Regions from separate parts of the Zea mays genome. Here region 2 is linked to region 1. The links are chromatin contacts, called in public Hi-C maps. All regions are on one chromosome and are shown on one strand. Each heading gives the region's core, a stretch centred on a gene start, on an enhancer-like site or on the middle of the called end of the contact. The rest is flanking DNA. Distances are from core to core; before and after follow the strand shown.

The links. Hi-C and Micro-C count contacts between places; a contact is called where the count stands out from the background.
Region 2: a contact with region 1 is called in a Hi-C map of leaf, with 2.6 times the contacts expected there. The contact joins the promoter of LOC100274169 here to the promoter of LOC100193649 in region 1. A contact is called at or near these places in 8 of 25 Hi-C or Micro-C datasets (bundle sheath, ear and leaf).

The regions. Positions count from the first base shown.
Region 1 is chr3:4,966,922-4,973,509 of Zm-B73-REFERENCE-NAM-5.0, reverse strand. LOC100193649 reads left to right here and starts at 2,248. Exons shown (of 4, transcript NM_001358856.2): 1 at 2,248-2,463; 2 at 2,565-3,036. The coding sequence starts at 2,441.
Region 2 is chr3:5,108,576-5,115,869 of Zm-B73-REFERENCE-NAM-5.0, reverse strand. It overlaps LOC100274169 (b-box zinc finger family protein), which reads right to left and starts at 3,094. Exons shown (of 3, transcript NM_001279637.2): 1 at 2,663-3,094; 2 at 1,983-2,558; 3 at 1,045-1,672. The coding sequence starts at 2,848. The coding sequence ends at 1,376.

The sequences.
Region 1 (6,588 bases), core at 999-3,498:
TATTGGCCTAGGTTGTGGCTGCCTTGGTGGTGGGAGGGACCTTGCATTATCAGACGTCGTTCCCGACTAGCGTTGTGTGCCTCGTCCCACTCAGGTGAGCACCACCAATCCACCATCTGCTCCCAGCACTGAGGATGTGCGGCGCACCAATAAGGAATCATCTACAAAGTAAACATGTACACCGCATATCAGAAAGATAAAATTAAGGAAAAAATTTGTCACGGATATTAAAGTGTTGTATTTACCTGCAAGTATTGGTCCTTGGTCAACGACATGGTTCGTGCTTACTGCTTGGTCACCTTCTCCCCAAGGATGGAGCCGTGGTAGCTGACGATGGCCTGGATTCGTGCCTCGTAGTGCATGTCCACGACGAGCTTCTTACAGCTCGTGGTGGCCACCACATCCGCCCTAGCCTCGTACCTAGCATCGCATCTGAAGAAATCCAGCATAAAAACGATGTATCCATACATTATTTCAAGAATGTGCAATGAATGCGACATATTTTACATTATAGTAAGACTTACCCACAACTATTACTTCACCCGCTCAGCCTTGTTATTAAATTCCCTGCCGCCCCCGTCTACTTCATCGGGGGCGACGGCGTAGTGGTCGAAGGTGTAGGCTGGTCCCGTCACTCCGGCGTACTCAACCAGTCTAGGAAAGTGTTCTCTACACAGCAGGCCGAGGATGCCATTGGGATTGCGGACGTGACCCCCAGCATTCGTTTCAATGTAGACCGACTAGGTTTCTACACATAGTATGTCACAACTTTCTCGAAACATTCTCAAAATTTTATCACAGCCTCTACATATCATATCATGACATATGGATAAGTTTCATGATTTTCTGATTTTGTTTGTGTTTTATACATTTTTTAAACAACTGGATGTCAAGTTCACGATCATGTTTAGTGAGCATGGTGCTCGAAGATTTTAATTTGTTCTTAAAATTGGTCGTAACTTGTGCTAACTAACATGAATATCATTTTTTGCATGCACTGTTTTCCATGTTTCAAGTGACTTGCAGTTCAAATCCGAATTTTGTGAAGAAATTCAATTAAACCAACTAAATCTAATAGTTATAGAAAACACTTTTATAATTGTGCAAAAAAACGAAACATGTAGGTCTACATAGTGTAGGAACATACCACAAAAAGTTTGGTTGAGAAAAGGAAAAAATACTTTGCCGAGTATCAAATAATGGAACTCGACAAAGCATTCTTTGCCGAGAGTCAAACGTGGGACACTCGGCAAAGTAGCTTCTTTGCCGAGTGCAAAAGCTCGGCGCTCGGTGAAGGTAACGACCGTCAGCTATAGATGGCTGCTGACGGCTTTTTGCCGAGCGCCGACTTTCGCCGAGTGTTTGGCACTTGACAAAGATGTCTTTGTCGAGTGTCTTCCTGTGCCGAGAGTCCTGCTCTCGGTAAATACAGTCGTTACCGAGAGTAGAACTTTACAGAGTGCGGCACTCGACAAAGACTTATTTGTCGAGTGCCCGATAGAAAGCACTCGATAAAGCGCCGATCACTCGGCAAAAAGAGTCGGATTCTGGTAGTGTATGTTTAGAAAAAGCTAAACATTTTAAAGTTATAAAAAGTAATGTTTGCAATAATAAATATGTTTATTATGAAAACAGCTTTTATCTAATTGAATAATATTTTTAATATCATAAATATTAGCCATTTCTTATAAATTTATCAAACTTCAATTGATTTGGCATTACTAAATATAAAAATTATATTCTTTTTATAAAGTCATGAGTATATAGTTTTAAAAAACTAATAAGCATTTAGAAAAGAAAAATCAACTCGAGTGAAGAATATAATTATATAAGTTTCAGGTGGCCTAAAAAGGAAAAGGAAAAAAACAAAAAGGCAAATGCCGCAGCTGGCCGGTGGGGAGGCCTTTGCCCGTGTGCGCGCACCATTTCTGAACGGGCCCAGCGTGCTTCCAGCACCGCTTGCGCGTCGCCGCCACATGATGCCACCGTCCAGCCAACGCTGCCGATCGCGCCACGTCACCCGCCACTCGCAGGATAAAAAAAAACACCCAATTGGCCGCTGTCCATCACACGTCGCTGTCCGCCAGCGGTGGGCCCTCCGGCACGACACCAAGACCAGCCCAGCCAAGGCATTAAATAAAAAGTAGTGAAAAAAATACAAGAGCAGCGCCAAGGGCAGAAAAAATATTGGGGAAGGGAGCGGGAAACTGTAAACAAATTCGCCGCGAGGGGATCGAAAATTTTCTCCTCCCCAAATTTCTTTATTTATTCGGCTTGGAAACTAGTGCCTCCTTTATATACACAAACATCGCTGCTGCCCCCCTCCGCTCTCTCACCTCTCTCCCCCCTTCCGTTTCCTCTCTCTCCTCGCCCGAGAGGCCAAAAACCCAGCCTCGAGTCCTCACTCCCCGCAGATTCGCGTCATAGCGCGGCGGCGGCGATGGCGTACGGCTTCTCCATCAGGTACGCTCGCCTGGAGCCGCCGGCAACCGCGCATCTTCTCGGTCCCGGGCGCCTTTTTTTACTAGTATTTTCCTGATCTGCTTTCTCTGACGCTTGTGAAGGGGATACGCGGCGAGCATGCGGGGCACGGCCGAGCTCGGCCCGTTTAGTTTGGCGGCCCGGGAACTGCAGCCCATGGAGGTGCGCGCCTTCCGGTGGTGGGAGGACGAGCTCGCGTCCATCAAGGCGGCGGAGGCGGAGGCGGAGAAGGAGAAGGAGAAGGAAGCGGTGGCGGGGGCGGGGGCGGAGGGGGAGGAGGAAGAAGAGGAAGAGGAGGCGTCGGGGAACGGCCGGGCGCCGAAGAAACGCTCCATCACCGACCTGTTCGCTGAGGCGCCTGCCGTGGGCGCCGGCAGCGGACCCGACGCTGTCGTGGACGACGAGGAGGAGGTTCTTCGCTCCATCGTCCGCCGGAGCAAGGAGCTGCGAAGAAAGAGGCGTCTGGAGCAAGCTGCGTTGGCGTCGGTAGCGGAGGAGCCGGAGACGTCGGCGGCAGGCGAACGGCGTGCGGCCGAGGGGAATTTCCCCAGAAAGGTGCGTGGTCCAGCCCAGCCCGACCCAACCCGACCCACCCCGTCCCCGCATCATGATACTTCTCCGTCTTGTTCCAATGTTTTTATTCTCCTGCCAAATATTTCCTGGCGATCGATCTGTGGCTTGCGCGTCGCTGCGGTTTAGATTTGAGTGCCTTCGTTAGCATCGGAATCGCTAGATGTTTACATTAATTCCTAGCTTAGCTATCCCAATCGCATCCATTTACGATATGGCCCATATCTCGCTATTACTCCTTCCAGTATTGAAAGTGCCTGATTTGGTTGGTATTTGAGAGTGAATGCTTTAGGAGGGACCAGATTAGTTGTTGCTTTATATGAGGACGCGGTGGGATATTTTATGTGCGGATTATTTATTTTCTTGTGCACCGAGCTGATTGGCGAATCGAAATCTGCGGGGGGCATTAACGCTGTCTATAGTTAGTTTCGTGCACACAACTCATGAGTCTTGTCTTCCTTTGGAAGATGATTTGCTGGTCAAAGCAGTGGCGCCTCTCGTTCTGCTAAGTGTTAAAAGTTTGTTACGTGCTTGTGCGCTCTCTTTAATTTCCAGATGACCATGATTACTGCCTTGCTAACTGCATGACTGTTTCATGCGTGACCAGCGTTATTTCATGCTGAATTTGTCGTTTCCGAGCGATCGACACGGGTGTCACGCGTGATCAGCACATTGATTATGATGATATCTTCAAGCCAAGAGATTTTGTTGATAGATGCATAGGCAGTGATTTGTTAGTTTCCGTGGTGTTTACATACTACGTTAGCGCTAATAAACTAGTGCTTTGCTTGCGACATGCACAGCCCAGCTACCACTCTGCATGCCTCTGGTACTATAGTACACCATCTTACAAATGGTGTGTCTGCATTATCTTTCTCACACAATATGCACGGGAGGCTAGCTCCTGCATGCATGTGTGCTGCGTACTGCTTGCTGTCCGGCCGGCCGGCACATTTCTGCTGGGGTTGGACCCATACACACGGGACCTTTTATATATCATAGCAAGTAGTGGATGTGAGGCAGACATTTACTAGATCGTGATCTTCTGCATTATTATTCTCTATTTGCTGTGCAATGGACTTCATCATTGCTTGGATCATGCTCATCACTTGTTACGGTTCAAGGAAAAAATGATAATGCATGCATGCGCGCGCGTGTGTGTATAACTGTATATATATAACTGGTCTGCAAATGTGTGACGCGTCCAATGCCAAACATGGGAACAGTCTCTCGGTGATGATGCAGTTTTGGAATATATATGCAGCTTTCACCGTATGCACGGTATGATGATCTGCTCTGCTGTCCCTTTGTACTCTTTGTAGATAAACTAATGCACTACAATAGGTAATTGGTTAGTTGACCAACTGGATACACTATGGTATATATTTGTTGATTTCTCCGGGCATATATACAATACAGTAGTTTAATAAATGGTGGTGACGTTGTTACCAGTTCATTTGCTAAAGTTTATCTAGCTATAGCATACACCTTGCTGGTGTTGATTTATTGAATACCTTTTATCGAATTTCTAGGCTTACCTGGGTTCGGAGCTTGAAATTAAGAACTAACTGAACCATCATGTATGTTAGTACGGAGTCAATTTAGCAATTAATGTTAGGTGGAATAAAAAATAAACTAAGCATAAAGGTGTCGTTAAGGAAAGTTCTTAGTTTTATTGTTTGCTTTACATTTTCTTTTGTTTAATTAAATTTGTACTGCACGCTTAGCTCGTGAACCTGACATTGTATGATTTTCTATAGCCATTTATGCCTACTTTACTAAACAAATAGAACATTGTAAATGTGTGTGTACTCCCATGGTGCTTATATTTTCCTTAGTTGTATTATTGATTCATGGTTATATGCTACCCTACTTAGATGATTTGGTTTGAAATGTTAAAACTTCCATTTCCACACTTGTTAGAGGAGTCAAGGGCCTATTGCGCCTTACTCCGTTAGGGTTAATTAGTCGCTTTCTTAGGGGCCAAGTAAGATCTCTCTATATAATGAGTGGAGATGTATCATCTAGGGGCAAGCAAGAGATTAGAAGGAAAAACCTTATCTCTTGTCGGTCATGGGCATAGCCCTGCGACCGGCCTCCCCCGCGTTCGTAACCCTAGTCGTCGTCTAACCCTCGCAACCCCATCCAACGAACAGTGTCATGGTATTGTAGCACCATGGGTATTGTAGCACCACGCCGTCCATAACAATCTAGTATCAGAGAGTCAGGGATACTTTCCCATGACTTCTGTTGCGACGCTCTCTGCACCTTGCATGAGGAGCTCGCTCATGTCAGGGCAGATCTGGAGCAGACCCGATCTGCTATCCTCCAGCTCCGTGTCTATTCACGGCAAAGGTGGAGTTTGACCGTCGATCCGTGGCGGCAATGTGACTGCAGACGACAGCATGTGGCTTCCTAGTGCGGCGTCCAGTGCGGCAAGTTGCGGCAGTGGCACGTCTGCAGGCAGTGGTCAGCTTGCCGTCTGCAGGCTACGGCATGTGTTTGTATTCCTCTATGTTTATGGAGAATTGATGGAATTAAGGTGGAGTGTTATGCAGTTTTGAACAATTGGTGCAATAATGTCAATGTCATCAATATCTTCTAGTGATAATCATCACAATCTATACACATAATGTAGGGAGGGACCAACTATACAGTGGGTGTCTAAATATTGACAAGGTCTTTAATCAAAGATTAGATCTTTAGCCCTTGTGCAAGCACACAACAAAGCTTGTCATGATTCCATGACTCACCCCATTCCCCCATCCTAGAGGTGCTTTTGTCCTTAGATTCATAGACATTGTACTGCCTTGCTAATCTAGTGGTTCCAAGTATCCCCTTTGCTCTCATATCAACTGGTGACGACGGGTTTGTCAGTTGGGGGTACATGAAGCACTCCTTTTAGAATCTGTAAGGGTTTGAGTTATCACCACGATATGAGGTAGCATGTTCGCTTGGCTATATTCTGTACCGACTTATACTGCTTCTACAGTGTTTTATATATATGGATTGCAGCAGCAGCATTCTGAACATATGGCTTTAAATCGAATAGCCTGAGGACTTCTATGGAGACTTAGAGAACTCTAGGTTAACGAGAGAGGATGCAACGTGGGAGTGTGTATGATGCACGAGAGACACCTGATTTAAAGACATTCGGGCTGCTGGAGTGTAATACACTATGTCCTCTGAGTTGCTTGATTGTATTGCTTGGAAGCGGGAATGGATAAGTGTGTGTGTAGGTGGAGTCCTTCTATGTGTGTTCATCCCCCCTTGAAGGGGTCCCCTCTCCCTTTTGTCCAAGGGAGAGGAGGTTAGAAGTTATGTGGGGTCGGCCTAGCAGCCTGACCTCACCTACTTTACTATAGAAGGTGTAAACGTCCATCCCTGGTCCCGTAGCATCGTCGACTGCATGTCGTGGGTGGTCAAAATCACTCGAGTGCCGTGGACAGTCAAGGTAGTCACCTGTCGTGGCGGACGTTGTCCATGCGTACATCCACAGTGGCGCACTGGTAACACGACTAGGATGTTTGAGCCTAC
Region 2 (7,294 bases), core at 1,845-4,344, 140 kb before region 1:
TTAACTCAACATTAGCTATCTTGTTAGCTATACAATTAACTGCGTGATGTGGGCCCCCTAGAATTTGGGGGGGGGCTAGGACACCCGTCAAGGTGGCCCTATGCCCAGAGCCGGGCCTGATTCAATTGTACACACAACCGGAATTTATTAAGGTGGTTTTGATAAAGCTACGTGTTTAAATATTAATTATAAACTACAATTGGATCATGATTTAAAAGCCTAGAATGCCAACTTATGTGGTATCCTGGTCCAGGGATCGTGATATCTTGGTTCCATAGGTTGATAGAATATTCACATTAACAAGGTGGATCTTCTTTTTTGAAAGACTATATCAAAAGAACCTCTATGTTACTCATGTTTGACTTAGAGCAATCTTAAGATGGGTAATCGGACGAGAGGTTTTCCGGGTGCGCACGAGTGAGGACAAAGTGCACACAAAATACTCGTGTTGGTCTGTAGGTATAGTTTATGATTTTGAGAAGGCTCACATGAGTAAGTGCCGCCGGTCTGGGAGTAGCTGGGGTGCTAAATTATAGGATTAGTTGTATATATGTCACTCAACTTTTGCAAATTTAGATAGCTAGTTTATTTGGATGTCACATCAAAATAAACTAGCTATCTAATTTTGCAAAAGCTAAGTGGCATGTTTCTAATTAGCCCTACATTATATGTTTGCACTTACGGGACATTTGGATCTATTCATTTTGGAGGAATTAAAATTTACTTAATAAAATAACATATTTAGCTTAACATTTAATATTTCACTACTTTCTAAAGTTCAGATATAATTAAGGCTATCTTAAATTCACGTGGTGAAGGATAAGAAATGATTTTATATATCAGTAGAATTTGTTTCTACTCTATAACTTATAGAACGCTCTTCGACTCGCTCATGTTTAGTAAAAATATAGCACAACTTGTTAATAATAGTATATAAATATATTTTGTATAAAACTGAATTAACTTAATTGATATGTGTCTAAATTATTATTATTGGAATGAAATTCAATTTCAAGGATCCAAACGGGGCATTAAGTCCTTTTGCACAACAATCGTTTTCTTTATTTCCATCTTACCTTTTTCTCATCAATTCTCTGATAGCACGCGCCAAGCTAACACACAACCAACCTACCCCGTACTACATATTAGGCGTCCTAATTAATCATCGTCAACAGCAACAAAAAAAATACAATGGTAGTAGTAGAGTAGCCCTAATTAACCACTCTAGCTCCGCACTTCCCTACGAGCTACGCTGCTGCGATATGGAGTATATAGATAGTACGTCACCATGGGAGTACAGTACAGCAACTGTGTTTGTTTCTTGCAAGCCTACGCCACTCCAGTACTGAACAAGACAATCTCGATCTTCCCTACTTCAACATCTCCTGCGGCGCTTCGTCGGCGCCTGGCCAGCGGCGGTGGCGTAGCACCAGAAGGGGTTCTCCGGGGACGAGATGTCCGGCACGAACACGGCGGCCACGTCGGTGGTGGTGGCCGCGCCGTGGCGCGGGCCGCCCTGCCAGTGGAGCCCCGAGGCCGTGGGCGGGGAAGGGAGCTCCGGCACGGACCACTGGTGGAACTCCGGCACCTGCCCGAAGAAGTCCTGGGACGCGTCGGACGACGGCCGGCCGGCCGGCGAGCCGTCGGTGCTCCCGAGCTTCCCGCTGTCGGCCTGCCAATGGAAGACGGAGCGCTGTCAGGCAACAATATATAGGTGTATGCATCGTCAGATGTTCGAACTTGGCTGTGAACAGAGTTCGCTTGCTCTGTAATCAAAATTCAGAAACATGTATGACGCATGCAGTTGCCTAAATTCAAGCGAGCTTGCATCATGAACTAAAAAACTACGCTCAGTGATGACGGAGTCTGCTGCCGAAATTACGTTCAGGCAAAGTATACATGCAGATAGATTCGAAACGAATTTGCCAGCATCATTATTCCATTCAGTGGCCATTTCTGAGAATCGAGAACTGAGTGCTGACCTTGGACGTGTCATTCTCAGCGAAGGCGAGGCCGGCGCTGTACTCGGAGAAGCCAAAGAACTCGTCGAGCGGCCAGTCCGGCAAGCCCCCTGCAAGGCCGCCGCCGCCCTGGACGGTGAACGCCGCGGCGACCGACCGCCGGGGACTGCGCTTGGAAGAGGGCGTTCTGGCTAGCGCCGGGTCCGCGTGTCGGGGCACCACCGGCGGGGCGCCGAACTGCTCGTGGACGAGCGACCAGTCCGGCAGGGTGACGGCGACGCTGACGCCGCCGCCGGCGTCCGCGCCGGCCGCCCAGTCGATGTCGTCGTCGCTGTAGAGCAGCGCCGGGCTGCTGCCGTCGCCGGCCGCCGCCGCCTTCCTGTCGGGCGGCGGGGGCGTCTGGAGGGGTTCCGCGGCGGCGGGCGGGTGCGGGTCTGCGTCCTGGGCCGCGGCGGCGGGCTGCAGGCCGACCTGGACGCCGGTGAGGAGGAACCTGCGGTGCGCGGAGACGAAGGCGTTGGCCGTGTGCACGGCCATGTCGCAGGCCCGGCAGAGCAGCGCGCGGTCCTCCACGCAGAAGAAGTAGGCGTGGGCCTCCTGGAGAGCCGGCAGGAGGGGAGTCGTCAGCCGGCGGTGCGCAGGGCAGGGCAGCAAAATATCTTCTTTTGTGTGTGTGTGTACCACAGAGGCGCTACACGTACCTGGCATATGTCGCAGTTGGGCGCGGAGACGTCGTCGGGCGGGAGGAGCGGCAGGCGGTGGTGCTTGCCGGCGAGGCGGTTGGCGGCGTGCACGTCGCGGTCGCAGCGCGCGCAGAGGGCAGCCTCGTCGGCGCAGCAGAGCAGGCGCGCCTCGGCCGCCTCGCACGCGGAGCAGAGCACCTTCATGGAGCTGTTGCTGCGACGACCATGCACAGGTTGAGCTCGCGGCAGCGGGGGGAGGATGAGGATAGAAAGGGGAAGAGGGGCGATTCAGCTCGGGGGTGGGGGTGGATTAGCTTAGCTGCAGGCTGCAGGGGAAGAGAGAGTGGAAGGGAAGCTCAGCCGCCTAGCGGGGGCGGGGTTTTGTCAGGTGGACGATGGATCCGGCGGATGCGGCCGTCAGCGTCACGCACGCGGGGACGGTTGGGAGTTGAGGCGTGGCGGAGGGCGGAGGCGGGAGATATTATCGCGGGGGCGGGAAGGGAGGGGTCCGTACGAACGAACGGCGACAGCGGTAGATCGGAGATGACCGGTCGGTGGAGGCGACGTCGCGCGCTCCCATTCGCCCGTCCGGAGGGCCAGGTAGTACTGGTTTCACTCTGCTGTCGTAGCTGAGCTGGGGCCTGGGGCCCGGCCCTGCCAGCTGCTCGCTGGTCGGCACGCGGCGTGCCGGCGGCACGGACATCCACGTCGGCAGATCTTTTACCGCAGCCCGAAGCCGGATGGACAAGAAATAGCTTTTGAAACTTTTGAAGTTAAACAAATAGGTTGCTAGGATTATTTAAGTTAAACTTTTTATAACTTAATTGAATTGCTGAAAAAAACTATTAAAATTTACGACATCGAATTAATATCATTCGATATGTACGATATATTTATTTCATTTGTCGAAGATGATGAATACCGATCGATGTGTATCTATCAAAATTTCCGCTTGTGATTTTAAGGCATGTACAACCCTGACACTGGTGTACGGTACTCTAAGGGTCTGTTTGGTTGGGCTGTGGCTGTGGAAAAAGTTGCTGTGGGCTGTGAGCTGTGTAAAAAGCTGCTATAGGCTGTGTGCTGTTAAAAAGCTAAAAATCGTTTGGTGGAAATCACTAAAAGTCGTTAAAAGTTCTTCGATATATGTTTTCACAGTTCCATCCAAAAGCCACTAAAAGCAGGTCCAGGGGTGCTTTCAGTTTTGCACTACGAGAAAGTCGGCTTTTAGAAAAAGCTGCTTCCTGGATCCAGCCCTTTGGTTGGCTTTTGGCTTTTAGGAGGCAAAAGCCAAAGCCAAAAGCCAAACCAAACACACCCTAAGTATAAGACACAGCTAAAGGTATGTATAATTAGTGTTTTGAGCTATGTCTTTGAGTGTATTTAAGTGGGTGTGTAAAAAAACTTAAGACACGTCTCTTGACGAAGACACTATGTCTTAGCTCTATGCTCGAGACAAGAGACTAGTTGATTAATCAATTTAATTTATGGAATGGTCTGATTGGTGTAATGTATATATAAGACACATGTTTTAAACACACCCAATGTATTATACTGTGTTTTAGCTGTGTCTTATACTTGGAGTACCGTCAACAGTGTTAGGGTTTACATGCCCTAAAATATAATATAATACAGTGGGTGTGTTTAAAACATATGTCTTATATATTCATTATTGCAAAAATTAGAGCATTTAATAAATTAAATTGATCAATCAGCTAGTCCTCTGCTCGACCATAGATCAAAGACACGGTGTCTTTATTAAGATACATGTCTTAAGTTTTTTTTTTACATTTATCATCTTAAATAGGAGTACGTTTGAAGACACCGCTCAATACACTCAATCTACATGCCCCCTTGTTTCTTCGTTTCCAGGGAGAAGCATAGTGGTCTCCGCACCGCACATGCACATAATTAATGCCGCTTCGTACTCTCGTACCAGACTAGAGCTAGCTACAGGAAGCGTCGATGCAAAGCGAATGCGCATGTGATACTCGAGGAACAATATAGTGTGACCACACATCCGGGGCCCATTGGTTTATCTAGATAACGGTCGGCCCGCCCTAGAGATCCTTTTTAGCAAGCGTAGCGTGGCCAAACGTACGCTATGTCTCATCATATGATCTCATCTAGCTAGTCATCTTTTATAATAATAATAATAATAATAATAATAATAATAATAATAATAATAATAATAATAATAATAATAATAATAATAATAATAATAATAATAATAATATATAATATATAACTAGGTATATGCCCGTGCGTTGCAACGGCGTACAAAATATTTCACAAAATATGAGTTTTAGAGCAACTCTAACAAATGTCTTAAACATGCTCGTTTGTTATCTAGGAAGTGGATGTGAAATCAAATTTTATAAAAGCAAGCAAAACAAAAAGACGACCTTGCGGATGACACAGATGACGACACCCACTTCTTCCTCCTCTCCTTCCTCTCCCCCTCAGCACGTCCGAGTTCTCTTGCCCGAGTCTCTTGTCGTAGAAAGATGTCAATGGGCGTAACACTTCTTAGCTGCTTGAATTCTGCAATGGATTAACACTCAATAAATTCAAATGTGATATTATATGTCCCCGTTGCAACGTATGGACACTCACCTAAATTATGAATGCTCGATATACTGACACGCATATACTATGCTGGCAATGAAGCCGTGCCCCGCCCATTGTTCATATAAATACAACAAACAGCCAACCAACTGAGATTGAGAGGCTCACTTCATATATAATGCATCAAGTGAAAGCAGCAAAATTTCAAAAGCAATGACCACGAGGTTGCAACCTAAAAAAACCCCAAAATCACAGGCACTTGCCATGGACTTCTACGAAGTCCACCAAAAATAAAAGGCGTTTTCTGACGAGTTTTGGATAGAAGACTCGCCAGGCCCAAAATATGATTTGGAGGTCATGCGGCCCGCCCTTCAGGGCTACTTCACCATAATTACACCAACCCAGAACTACTCGACCTGCGGTTCAGTTCATTTCATGGCAACAGAACTGTCGATGACGGTCCTTCCTGCAAAGGCCACTTCAGCAGTAGAACATGAACTGCTTGTCGCTCTCCATCACTTTTGGCAGCTGCTTTACCGGAACAGCGCCATCTTTCATGCGAGAGCTCGCCACTGAAGACGACCCCTGGTCGGAGAGGTCATCGTCCATGTAGTGGCGCACACGGAAGGCCGCCAGGTGTGCGTAGTACGCCGGGGGAACTGTATTATGCAATAACAACACAGTGCAACTGAATTGGTCATCCATGAACAGAAAGGAAACAACATAGAGAACATGGAGGATAACACCAGTAAATTTCACAGTATATGTAAAGTAACTTGCAGACCAGTTACTGACCTATAGAGACTGATCGAGTGCATCGCGCATACCTGAAAGAAAGCCAGATCAACATCTTGCTACCTTGATCATGTCTAAATATGATATCTAAATCACAGAGCAGTAATATAAACAAACATGTAATCTAAATATTTATGAACAACGTCGATAAATTGAAGAAGTCATGGTCAGATTGGACTGAATTAGCCCAAAAAATTCAAGCAAACCATGTTTGTCCCTCTGAGGTGGTCTCTGTTCTATTAGATCTTATGGAACTGGATGCTGCAGGCTTTGAAAGTGTAACACCCGGTTTTAAGGGACAAAGCCGGGTGCATCTCATACATGCGCCAAAGAAGACAACATATATAATAACAGAGTGTATAGAGATAAATGTCACAATAATCAGAGTATTTATTACATAGCGAAAGACTTACAAAAATAAAAGATAAATATAACACGAACTAAGGATCGTCGGCGCCAATGTCAACTGAGAAACGCCACCTAGATCAGATCATACTCCTCGCCTTGTGGCTCCTCCTGAACCACCTGTTCTTCTCCTGTGGGGGGGTGTGAGACAGCAAGAGTGAGCTCACATACGTTCATAGCTCAACAAGTCGTGGGGAATAATGTGGCATGAACTCACCAAAGGTGGGAGTTCATGAAGTGTAAGGCTGATCAATGAAATAAAGGCTGAGGCTGAGCATTGCTTTTATAAGTTGGTCAAAATTTTATTAGCAATTACTAAGTGTAAGTAAATACCAAACCTTAATAATAATAAAGAAAAGTAATAGTAAAATAATCCCAAATGCGATGCAAATGTCAAATTGAATTTAAGTTCCATAATTAATCATGTGAGGGTCCGAGCCGCTCATGACCGTGAGCACGGCTAGTATACCAGTTTTACACTCTGCAGAGGTTGCGCATCTTTACCCACAAGTCATGTTACCCATCTGCCAAGAGATGGCCAATCCCATACACCTCTACCGAGGAGGCGAGGCAGGGTAACACTACGAGGCCTTTACAAAGTTCCACTAGCTTCAGACTACCCGCTACAGTTTATAGGAAGTTCCAATGCAGGGTTCCTGGCTGACCGCCATCGCAGCAAAATCAACCAGGGACCTCCCTACACTGACCACTCCCCTACTGCCCTTGCCCCTTTCGGGTAAGGTAGCCCTCCACTAGCTTTCCTAGTTAATCAGCCAAGGGCGTCCCATTAAACCCTTGTGGTAGCACTGTTTTTCCGGGTGGTCGCTCCATGTTCCCATTAATTTAATGATCTTAACATGAACAATAATAATAACAAGATAA